Linked DNA regions of Mus musculus: region 1 is linked to region 2. A link is a contact called in public HiChIP or PLAC-seq data. All regions are on one chromosome and are shown on one strand. Each heading gives the region's core, a stretch centred on a gene start, on an enhancer-like site or on the middle of the called end of the contact. The rest is flanking DNA. Distances are from core to core; before and after follow the strand shown.

Region 1 (6,112 bases), core at 1,849-4,348, 52 kb after region 2:
GCTTTTACTAAAGAACAGTTGCAGATAGTAGGGCAGGGTAGTTAATGTAATTCTGGGTTGAGTGTCCATCCCAGCCCCCCAAGTCCTAACTGTATATAGTTTGGCAAGTTTTTAGGATCACAGCCACCTCACCTTTGAATTTTTTGGGGGGTGTTTTGAGACAGGGTTTCTCTGTATAGCCCTGGCTGTCCAGGAACTCACTCTGTAGACCAGGCTGACCTCGAACTCAGAAATCCGCCTGCCTCTGCCTCCCAAGTGCTGGGATTAAAGGTGTGTGCCACCACGCCCGGCTCCACCTCACCTTTGAGATGGAAGTGCTGCTACAAGATCTTTTATAACTTAGACAGGTTGAATGAGCTCACCCATGCAGTGCCCAGCTGAAAATGCCATCTGCAACTCTTCCTATGGGATGACATAGTCATGGACGTATAGTGTGCCTTTTACAAAAGTATGTGTATGCATAACTGACATGTGGAGGTCAGAGGACAGTGGATAGAAGTTGACTCTTCTACCTTGTAGGTCCTGGGGCTCCAATCATGTCAGTCAGGCTTAGCAGCATGAGGCCTCCCCACTGAGCCATCCTCACAGCAGCTCAGCTATGCTTTCTTTAGGACTCCAGTTTTTCTCTTTTGTACTATGCGGCTGTTGGACATTTGGAAAAGACTAGCTTCTCCATGAGCATGCTGGCATACAACACAGAGGCAATTTTTGATTGAGACAGGCATGAAGGGCAGTGTCACTGTTTCTTAGCCCCAGTCCTAGTGCCTTCTTTGCTGGCTGTCATCAGAATGTCCAAGAGGTCCCACTTTGTTCTTGTAGCCCTCAGGCTTCCAACTGTGGAGTGTGACCTTTTAGCCCTGCTCAGTGACACACAAGTATGGTTTGTGCATGTCAGACTCCAAGAGACTCTGAGGTCAGGCGTTTCTGTGGCCACAGAGCCGCCCGGGGTTTCATCTGCAAATGAAAAGCACCTGGCCAGCTGCTTGGGTCATATGGGAGCCAGATGGAAGCTGGCAGTCAGGCAGGCAGCATGGGGCAATGGCCAGTGGTCTCTTTCTACGTCCCATGGCCTCTGCTGCCTTTAACCCTTGTTTCCTGGAATGCCAGGGTAGTCCAGGACTAGGTAGCCAGCAACCAGTCCAGAAATGTCAACCAGAGCCAGAGCATGGTGATAAGCACCCCAGGTCTTGTGGGAGATGGGAACAGGTGACCAAATGGCCACCAGGGTCAGAACGTCCATGACCAAAGCAAAAGAACTGGGAGGAAGACGAAATAGCAAAGTTGGTGGAAATCATTGAGTACCCATTGCTGCAAAGCCTCCCTAGGAAACATGGTGGTCAGGTGACAGCTTGTTGGCACATTGGGAAGTCACCAGGCAGGGTCATGTGCAGAGTAGTGGGGACACTGGGCATTAGCATGGACAAGGGAAGGTGGGACACTGCAGCATCCTTTGGTCCACACAGTCACGAGAACCAGGTTTGACTCATGATTCAAAAGGGAGACAGGGTGGGGATTTTTCTCTGAGCTTTGTGGATTAAAGAAGATGAGGGAGGCACGATGATAATTTCTGTCTCCAAAACTCTTGGGAAGTAGAGTACGGGAGCTTCTGGTTCTTAGCCCTGCCTTCTGCTACACTGGAGATTCCTTGGAACACAGGGTGGAGGTCAGAGTGAGAGAGAGAGCAGGTGATTAGATCTGGTTGGTTGGTTGGTTTTTTGGGTCAGAGCTGGGCATTGAACCCAGACTCTAAAGCACCCTGCTGAACTACGGATGCCATTGATGTGACAAAGCATTGTGTTGGCTGCTGGGACAGTTTTGAGTGAGATTTGTTGATAGGCAGACAGAGACCTGGCCCTGGGCTTGGTGGGCATGTGCTTGTCAACTGAGGTGACATGGCTGTGGCACTTGGTCCACACAACACTTGGAAGAAGATGCATGGAAAGTCCTGTGGTCCCTGCTTCCCCAGGCCAACTCAAAGACAAGGTCTAAGCTTGTCTGGCATTCTGGCCACATTTTAAATGCATTCCTTCACATTGAAGTTTGCAAAGGTTGTCAGTGCTCACAGTAAAGCTTTCTCATGAGAGCTGGGATTGGGACTACTGTAGTCATCAGCGTAGGGGTTGTCATATTTGGGACAGTGAGTTTGTACTTTTATTGGAACACGTATTCAGTGTTAGATTTTTATGTCTGGACTCTGGAGAAAGAGCTCAGCAGTTAAGAGCACTAGCTATTATTCCAGAGGACCCAGGTTTGGTTCCCAGCTCCCTCTTCTGGTGTCCTTGGGCACTGCAGATAGATGGTACACAGACATACATGCAGGAAAAATATTTATAACACATTTTTCAAAATGTATCTGGGCTGGAGAGATGGCTTAGTGGTTAAGAGCACTAACAGCTCTTCCAGAGGTCCTGAGTTCGATTCCCAGGAACCACATGGTGGCTCACAACCATCTGTAATGGGATCTGACGCCCTCTTCTGGTGTGTCTGAGCTAGATGTATGGCGCTTAGGAGGCAGAAGCAGGCAGATCTCTGAGTTTGAGGCCAACCTGGTTCTACAAAATGAGTTCCAGGCCAGCCAGGGCTACACAGAGAGACCCTGTCTCAGACAAACAAACAGAAGAATGTGCCTGGAGGAGATAAAGCCCCTCAGGCTGACAAGACGCAGTTGGTGGATGGGCTGTGGTCCTCAAGAGTCTGAGAAGTCCTGTAAAATGCTTGGGGTTCAAAATGTGTTACAAGGAGGAAAAAAATACCATCTTCCCTGCCAAGAAAAGGAGCTTTCAGTCAGTCAGGGTTAGCGCTTTAAAAGTGCACTTCTCTCTTCACCCATGCCATACGCATTTGAGGGTTGACACTGCAGAAGGCCTAGCCGCTGCTTGTGTTGGAAAACTGGTCTCCGTGTCCACACAGCAGGGGCAGCTAACCTCTGTCCAGCGCCACCTTTGAGTAGAGCATAGAAGGAAAAAAACATTCTAATAGCATTTGATGCTTAATTGCCAGGTACTTCCTGAGAGATTTGTGCAGATATCCAGCCTGTCTAGCCTCTACTCACCAAGCCCTCTGTGTAATGTGTTAGCATCCACATCATAATGCTCCCCTTGCGTCCCCTGAACACACTGTAATCTCCCATTTCCTCCACTTCCTTTGAGCACTTCCACAGCATCCACAGCACATCTTTTGACCACCGCGGTGGCTTTACAGTTCCTGTTGAGGGAGAGCCAAGTGCTTGCAGTTCTTCAGTGCACAGTGTGTCCTGCCTGAGCTTGCATAGCACTTAGGCCCCTGAACCACCACTGCCTTCATCTCCACTCATCTCTGCAGTGAAGCTGGCAGCCCCTGTAAAGCCAACCTTCTCTCAGGCCGTGTGCCTGTTGGAGCTGACCTGGGGATCTGGTGAGCCGCCTGCCGGCGGACCACGTTTTCCTGCCCCGTTCTTGTGGCAACAGACTAAGCCATGGCTGCCTTCCTCAAAGCCACCACCATTTCTGCCTCTATCCTGGGGCTTCTGGTCTTGTTTTCTTTCTTTCTCTCATTCTTCCTTTCAAATAAAAATTCCCAGCATCCATTGTATAATGCAGTTCTGTAAATTTTTAGTAATTGTACAATTGTATAGCCATAACCACAGTCTAATCTTAGAATGCTTCCCTCGCCATCTCTGTTCCCGCCTTGCCCCAGGAAGCCACTGTCTGGTCATTTCATACATGTGGACTACACAGATTCTTTTTAAAAAGGTGGTAGCATTTGTGGAGCTGAGAGTTGAACCTAGGACCGCGTGCGTGCCCAGCAAGTGCTCTACCAACCACTGAATCATACTCTGTTTATCAGAAAGCCTTTGGGATGTGTGGATAAAGGGATCTTGGGGGTGGGAGGGTGCTTTTTTTTTTTTTTCCTTCCTTTTCTTTTCCTTTCCTTTCCTTTTCCTTTCCTTTCCTTTTTTTTTTTCCTTTCTTTTTTGCAATGCATGACATTTTATAGACCACACCGTCCATCTATCCACACAGACAATTAGGGGGCAAGCTTGTGTTTATGGAAAATACAAAAAATAAAAAAGGAAATTGCCAGGCTTTTGGTGATACATACCCGTACTTCGAGCACTGGGAAACTGGAGTAGGAGGATCATTTTCAGGGCCAGCCTGGGCTACCCAGAGAACCATGTTGAGGCAGGGAAGAAGGATAAGTCACTCAGAATTGCCCTTATGGATAAAACCTCTTTCATAGTTTGGGATTTTTTTGCAACAGCATCATCTATCATCTAACGTCTCCTGGAAACTTGCTGTTAAATTGCAAGTTGCAGTGTGTGATATTATTGTACCATAATATACAATCAAGGTTGCCTTTACTTTGGGCTGTTACAAATGTTGCTGAAGTGAATATGTTTTATGTCAGAGCCTCTTATAGGTCTGTTTGAATTCCTGAGTCACAGGGTTTGTGTCCACCCCCTTAAATTGTTTTTTCTTCCCAATTTGAAACTTAGTTGCAAAGCTACTCTGTAGCTATCTCGCCTGAATTTCATCTAGTCGGTAAAATGGTTTGCATCCTGATTGGCTCCAGGTCCCAGGAGGCAGATCTGTTAGGCGGGTCTCAGGTACTAGGAGGAAAGAGCACAGAGCTCGCTGTGCCACCACAGCTGGGGAGCCTGGCATAGGGGCTAGTGCACTGTCACGAAACCTTGCAGTCTGGACAGCAGTATGGCTGTCAGCAGTTGGTTTCCCTAATTTAGAAGTACCATCCAGTGCCATGGCCAAAGTGTTTAGTTTTGGCTTCCTCTGTTTTTGTTTGTTTCCAAGGCACCGAGAGCTGGTGAAATGGTCCCTGCAGTTTTATAGTCTTGGTGATGGCAGCCATTTGACATGCTACCTTGCCATCCGCAGTCGTACTTGCTCAGTGAGTGAAGTGAGGTGTGTGTCTGTGTCCGCTTCATACCCTCCCCCTGTCAACAGGCTGTTGTTCTCTGTCTACCATTGAGACTCCTCTTTTGCCCCAGCCTGGGCTGGTGCAAAGCTGCGTCTCAAGTCAGTGCAGTGCTCCTATGTGCCCCCCCCCCCATGTGCCCTCACTTGGAAGCAGGGTCTCTGAGCAAATGAACTCCTGGTGTGGTCAGTGCCAGGGTGCCATGAGTCCCTTCCCTGCATGCTTTGGTTGAGATACAAGCAGGGCAGGCAGGACACACAGGAGTCATAGCTGTGACCCACTTGTTGCTTTCAGCTCGGCTTGTCTCTACCGCTGTTCTCTGATTTCATTGTCTTTGAAAGTGTTGTGGATTTTTGTTTGTTTTGTTTTGAGGCAGGAACTCACTATAGCTCTGAAACTAACAGAGATCTTCTCCTGAGTGTTGGAATTGAAGGTGTTGCCACCACATCTGGTCTTGAAAGTGTGAGTTTTAGCATCGTAGGCTGTCTTTGGGATGCAGTAGAGGAAGCCAGTGGAGTAGATGCAGATAGCCAACGCAGCTGCTGCCCATGAGTCCCTCCTCCATCTGTTTGGTGCTTGCTGAAGCCCAACTCTTACAACAGTCTTGGTGGCAGATCCCGGGTTGTCATTCTGAGCAGTTGGTCTTAGGCTGGACTCAGAATCACCTTTTCACTGTAAAGCAAGGGTTGGATTTCTGGAGAGATGTTTGATTGGTCTCACATCATCCCTGCCAGCATCCATTTCTGATGCCCATCGATCACAAAGGTATCTTTTATTAATGTGCCCCCTGAATGAGTGTTTCTCAAGTACTTTCTAGGCAGCCCACTGAACTAGTCGGTAATGCGTGTGTGTTTTCCTTTAGCTGTGGGAAGAGTTGTTGTATTCTCTTGTCCCCCTCCCACCCTCCTACCCCTGAATGTGCTCTGGCCTCATCTTCTGGGCTTCGTGTCTGGGCTAAAATCAGGAGTGAAGCTGGAAGAGCTGCAACAGAAGTTCTGCATATTAGGGCCTCATTCTTTTGCAAACAATGGGCTGGGGAGATGGTGTAGGGTACTCTTGCCTCCAAGTCATAAGGACCTGTATGTAGCACACATGTGAAATCCTGTGGTGAGATGAGATGGATAGGAAACGGAGATGACAGTCCCCAAAAGCTTACAGGCCAGCTCACCTGGTGTATGCAGTGGCAAACAAAAGGACACCA
Region 2 (6,096 bases), core at 2,066-4,565:
TGGGAGGCAGAAGCAGGTGGGTCTCAGTGAGTTCGAGGCCAGCCTGTTCTGCAGCGTGAGTTCCAGGACAGCCAGGACTGTCACACAAAGAAACCTTGTCTTGAAAAGCAAACAAAAAACCAAAAACAAACAAACCTAAAACTAAACCTTAGCTTAAAAAAAGGAAGGCCTTCAAGGGCCAGAACCCACAGCAGAACTGAAACCTACCTTGACCTCTTCGGGCTGCCTTAACAGAACTACGTCAGACTGGACGGCTCGTGACCAGCTTTTATTTTTCAGAGACCCAGAGGCAGGAAGTCTGAGACAGTAAAGCGAACAGGTCTAGTGTGAAGTAAGGGTCCACTTTCTGACTCATAAGTGGTGCTTTTTCCCATGATGAGAAGGGGTAGAGGAATAGAGGCTCTCGGACTTTTTTAAAAATATTTTTTAACGTTTATTTTATGTGTGTGTGTTGCTTTTGTTTGTTTTGCCCACGAGTCTGTTTGTGCACCAGAATCATGCCTTGGTGTCCACAGAGGCCAGAAGAGGGTATCAGATATCTTAGAGCTAGAATTATAAGCTGTTGTGAGGTACCGTGTAGGTACTGGGAATCAAACTTGAATCCTCTGCAAGAACAATTGAGCATCCCCCAAAACAGCCAGTGCTATAACCATTGAGCATCCCCCAGCTCCTATTATTAGGATTTTTTTTAAGACAGGGTCTCTCTATATATATCTATCCCTGGCTGTCCTGGAACTCACTGTGTAGACAGGCCTCCCCTCAACCTCACTGATATTATAAGCATCTTAATGGCATAGATCTGTTACTTCCTTGAGGACTCTCAGGCTTCCCAGAGTTGACTTATTCCTTGTGGGGTTTTAGGCCCACCCTCCAAGAGCTCCCATTCTGGGCTCCTTCTTTTGCATTCAGTCACTCAGCGTGGAGTGTGTTCTGTCCTTCTTCCTCCACAGCCAAGAGAAGAAGGGTCCCGAGAGACAGGGGAGGAGGTGGGAGTGGGGAAATGACTTCAGAGGTCTGGAAGCTTTTATGAGCGTGGCTCTCTCCCCAGTCAGATGAGGAACCCATCAGAATCTCTCTGGAGGCTGCTGTGAAGGTGTTCTGGAGTGGCTGGTGAGCTTGATGAGGTGACAGAGTCGGGTGCTGTCAGCTGGCTGGCTCTCAGAGGGGGTCTGGTCCCTGCTGCTGGCCCGGGATGAGGTCAGGTGTGGCTCATCGCCTCGGAACATTGCTGATCAATAAACGTCACATGCCTGTGAGCCTTAGTCTGCATCCTTGCAGCCACAAGCAACCCTTTGGGCTGTTCCTCTCATGTGGACACCTGGAGGCATGCTTATCGAAGTCCCTGCACATAGCCTGTCTTAAAAGAGTCACCACGGGGCCTGGAGAGATGGCTCAGTGGTTAGAGTGCTGGCTGCTCTCGCAGGGGACTCAGGTTCAGTCCCCATCACATGGTGGCTCACAACTGTCTGCAAGTCTAATCGCAGAGGATCTCATGTCCTCTTCTGACCTCTGGGGGCACCAGGCTAGCATGAAAGAACTCCTACACATGCAGGCAAACACACGGCAAAATAAAACCAAATCTAAAAAAAAAAAAAAAAAAAGAGAGTTACCTTGGTCTCAGAGTGGGTGGGTTGAAATCCATTGGCCTGTGATTAGACAGGATCCTGATTTCATGGGATTAAAGATATGCGCTACTACCCGTGGTTTTAAAAATATTTTTAAGTACATGTATGTGCGTGCTTCTGTATGTCTCTGTGTGTGTATGCGCATACATAAGTGCAGGTGACATGAAGATCAGAGGCATCAGGTCCCCGCTGAGCTGGTTGTTACAGGCAATTGTGAACCACCTGATGCGGCTGCTGGGAACCAAACTCTTGGGTCCTCAGAAAGATTGATACATGCTCTCAACTGGCTGAGTGAAGGATCGCACCAGCCGCTCCTTTAGATTCTTGAAATTTTCCATTTACTTGGGGCTGAGGGAGAGCTCAGTAGTTAAGAGCAGCAGCTGTTTTTGTTTTGTTTTGTTTTGTTTTGTTTTGTTTTGTTTTGTTTTGGTTTTGGTTTTTCGAGGCAGGGTTTCTCTGTGTAGCTCTGGCTGTCCTGGAACTCACTCTGTAGACCAGGCTGGCCTCGAACTCAGAAATCCACCTGCCTCTGCCTCCCAAGTGCTGGGATTAAAGGCGTGCGTCACCATGCCCACCACCACGCCACCACGCCCACCACCACGCCACCATGCCCAGCTGTTCTTGCAGAAAACCTTTGGTTTCACATCAGGCTGTGGCTTGCTGTGGCTTCTAACCAGTTCCAGGGGATCGGATACCTTTGTTTACCTCTCTAGGCACCTGGCATGTGTGCGGTACACGTACCTACATGCAGGCTCACGTTTACAAGCACCAGTGCCTGCGGGAACCAGTGGTTGCGGACCTTGAGCTAGATTTGCAGGCAGCTGTGAGCTGCCTGATATGGGTGCTGGGAGTCGAACTCGGGTCCTCTGCAAGAGCAGTATGCTCAGTTAGCCACTGAGCCATCTCTTCAGCCCCTCAGGCCTTTAAGGTTAGGCACAGAAGGGAGCAAGTGGCTGTAGAAAGAGATGGACATAGAGGTTGTCTTCAGAGAACACTTGGAAAACCTAGACCATCAGAGAAAGCACATACAGGCTTTTGGTCAGTATCAGAAAAAGACAAAAAGATGAAAATGGAAAAGTTGTGGGCTTTTTAAAAAAGTACTTATTTATTTACTTATTTACTTATTTTATGTAGATGAGTACACTGTAGCTTTACAGATGGTTGTGAGCCATTATGTGGTTTGCTGGGAACTGAACTCAGGACCTCTGCTCACTCAGGCTCCGCTCACTCTGACCCAAAGATTTATTTATTTTTATATGTAAGCATACTGTAGCTGTCTTCAGACACTCCAGAAGAGGGCATCAGCTCTCGTTATGGATGGTTGTGAGCCACCATGTGGTTGTTGGGATTCAAACTCAAGACCTCCGGAAGACCAGTCAGTGTTCTTAACCACTGAGCCATCTCACCAGCCCCCTATTTTTATATTTTTAAAGGTAGCAGCCTGCCTAGCTCTGGGATTATGAGACTATATCACTATGCCCAGTGTTACTTTTCTACCTAGAAAATGGAGTGTTACGAGATAGAAACGAAGCCTCAGGGCCAACTTCCTCTTCATACTCAAGTTCTGCTTTCTGATCTTAGCAGCTTCGTTTTCTTTGTCAAAACCGGGGGTCTGGGAGGGAGTGACTGAAGATGTACTCTGTGCCATTCCTCTGTCGGTGGTGAGCTTCCGGTTTCCATGGGGCTAGAGCCAGGGCGGCAACGTCTTAGCTGCTTTGTCCCTCCTTTTTTATGATTGGCAGCTTGAGACAGGGTGGCAGCTTGAGACAGGGTGTGATGTAACCGAAGGCTGGCCTGGAATTCATTATGTAGCTGGAAGTGACCTTGAACTTCTTATCCTCCTCCCTCCACCCCCTGAGCGCCAGGGTTTTGAGTGTGTAGCGCCATGCCTAGTTTATGAAGTGTTATGGATGGAACCGGGGCTTTGTGTATGCTGGGCAAACACCCTTCTAACTTAGCTGCATCCCCAGACCTTTGGTCCTCTTTCTTACTGATTCTCACAGGAGGAGAAGTTCCTACCGTAATTGATGGGCTGGAGAGAAGGGACTGAGATGCTAAACTTGCCCCTGCTTGGATGCGGTTTGTTCCTGCCAAACGGAAGTGTCTGGGTCATGGGGGCTTGCCGCCATCATGAAAGGATTCTCGTACTTCCCCCAGGAGCGAGTTATCATGAGAACAGGCTAGCTGACTTCTTTGCCCTCTCCTCTTTTCTATGCTGTACCATGGATTGAGCCACCTTATGGCTCTTACCAGAAGCAGAGGAGAAGCGGGAACTGAGCGCTTCGGCTTTTAGAAGTAGGGGCCCAAATAACCCTTTTTCCTTCATACTTTACATGACCTTGGTAGTTTGGTACAGCCACAGAATGCAGACCCCGAGTTTCCTTTCTTTTGTTCTCTTGGACAGCGCGTCTAATGCCTTCAGTCTGTCAGCAGGCTTGGCTTGTGAGGCCTGGGTCAGCCCCTGCCCAGCATGGTTTTGGTTTGAATGGCTAAACCTGGCTAACTGTGGGCTGGGTAATTAGACAGACACCCATAACCCACTTCTTTGTAATCAGCCTTACTGTCCTTTCCTTGGATTGTGTTTTCATTTCCATTTCCTAGATTCCTCTGTCTGCTTTTCCTTTGTCAATCAATTCAACCAGGAAGAAGGGGTGTGTTACTGGGCTCCTCCCACACTCCAGTACCTCCGTAGGGAAGTCCTGGATTACAACCTCCAAATTATAACCAAATTAGTTATAATCAAGTTAGGAGGCCCAGACTTGTCAGCAATAGATATAACACACAATTAATTTTCATCTAATAACAAGCAACACGGTTCAGATTCCTGACTTGCAATGAAGGGATGGAAATCCCTTAAAAACCCGTGTTCTCAAAATCTGTGGCTAAAATATTTACACAGGGCCCCGGTGATCCTGTAAGTGGTGTTTTAGGGCACACAGCCTGTCCAGACCAAACAGCATTCCTGATTTTTGGAAACCCATCAAGGAATCCATGTTTACTTAGACAACTTGGGTCCCAAGGGGCTTCGAGTAGGCTGGATTCAATCCAAGGAGAAGCCATGGCTCTGAAACCTTCCTTCTCCCAGAACCATTGGAACACAGACTTGTTGGCTCTCAGGGGCCCTCAGGAGGGCATCCAATGGTCTGATCAACTGTCTAGTTCCCAGGCTGGACTGTGAAGACCACAGACTGTTTGAGAACCAAGCCCCCTTGGTGATCCACACGGTGATCAGTGTCGGGCATGAAAGTCTCCTTCGCTGAACCCCCAAAGATAACGCAGGCATCCCGGTAAAGGCTTGGACTTGAATTAAACTGGAGCGTCTCAAAAGAGGTGGGCAGCTGTGAGAAACAGCTGTAGAGACGCGGAGAAGGCCAAGTCTGAGTGTCTAGAAAATTCAACTGACTTCTACCCAAAGCAAGGAAACAGCTCCATTCTTTTTTTGTTTTTTATTAGATATTTTCTTTATTTACATTCCAAACGTTATCCCCTTTCCTGGTTTCCCCTCCGAAAATCCCGTGTCCCCTCCCCCCTCCCCCTGCTCTCCAACCCACCCACTCCTGCTTCTTGGCCCTGGCATTCCCCTACTCTGGGGCATAGAGCCTTAACAGGACCAAGGGCCTCTCCTCCCACTGATGACCGGCTAGGCCATCCTCTGCTACATATGCAGCTAACAGCTCCAATCTTGATGAAAAAACAATGGAGGTTCAAGTGTGACAGCGCACAGGGCACGGTGTGTGTGTGTGTGTGTGTGTGTGTGTGTGTGTGTGTGTGTGTGTGTGTGTGAGGAGTGTTCTCCTTGAGTTAACTCAGAAAATGAGATCAGAGTGTGAGCCAGCAATGGTGTGACCCTGCTGAGGTGAGGCCATGAGGGAGGGGCTGGGCTTCCTTCAGTCTGCCTCATCCTTCTGCCCTCTTTGGTTTTTCCATGGTTCCGATGGGACAGTCAGTCACTACCCCTATTCACCTTATTGGCAGACCATGAAGTCACTGGTCAGGTCTGACCAATCACAGCCAGCCAGTCTTTCTATACCACATGGATGTTAAGGGTGACGGACTGATCAGCACTGTTCTATGAGGCTTGGCATCGCCCCATGAGACTGATCAGTATAACAGAACGAACAGCAGTCTCTGTATCTGGAGGCTCATGAGGCTGGGCAATTTTGGAAACTCCTCTGAATTTCAGAATCTCTTTGGGACTATTGTGTAAAAGCAGCCTTGCATGGTTGTGAGGAATAGCTGAGAATCAAATATGTACAGTCTCAGCACGGGGGACTTCAGCAAGGGACTCATTGGCATTATTTGACATGAAAACCATCTATCTCCCTCCCTTCTCCACTGCCTGATCAAACGCGGCTTCTGTAAGGTATTTTTCTTTTCCAGATAATGTCACATTATGTAGCTAGAATGGCTTGGATCTCATCGCAGAGGCCAGGCTAGTCCTAAACTCATGACCTTCTTGCTTTGACGGCCT

What was found. HiChIP or PLAC-seq counts read pairs in DNA pulled down with a chosen protein or histone mark.
Region 1: a contact with region 2 is called in an H3K27ac HiChIP or PLAC-seq map of the HPC-7 cell line, with 5 times the contacts expected there. The contact joins two enhancer-like sites. A contact is called at or near these places in 8 of 39 promoter capture datasets (the HPC-7 cell line, HPC-7-derived erythroid cells, cranial neural crest and 5 more), 2 of 15 datasets of contacts at CTCF or cohesin (CD8 T cells and the G1E-ER4 cell line), 35 of 484 Hi-C or Micro-C datasets (B cells, CD4 T cells, CD8 T cells and 19 more), 5 of 115 datasets of contacts at active chromatin or transcription factors (the HPC-7 cell line, bone marrow-derived macrophages, embryonic stem cells and 2 more) and 3 of 9 other capture datasets (adipose tissue, liver and pancreatic islet).

The regions. Positions count from the first base shown.
Region 1 is chr4:139,218,908-139,225,019 of GRCm38.p6, forward strand. The region is part of intron 1 of Capzb (capping protein (actin filament) muscle Z-line, beta); the gene reads left to right. Among named protein-coding and RNA genes, the nearest start is that of Capzb, 29 kb to the left of the region's middle. Within about 2 kb of position 3,099, at least 11 of the 459 cell types and tissues checked have an H3K27ac peak or open chromatin away from gene starts, as enhancers often do. A contact at or near this core is called in the HPC-7 cell line, where this site is marked.
Region 2 is chr4:139,166,201-139,172,296 of GRCm38.p6, forward strand. No RefSeq gene overlaps it. Among named protein-coding and RNA genes, the nearest start is that of Gm33304, 4.0 kb to the left of the region's middle. Within about 2 kb of position 3,316, at least 120 of the 459 cell types and tissues checked have an H3K27ac peak or open chromatin away from gene starts, as enhancers often do. A contact at or near this core is called in the HPC-7 cell line, where this site is marked.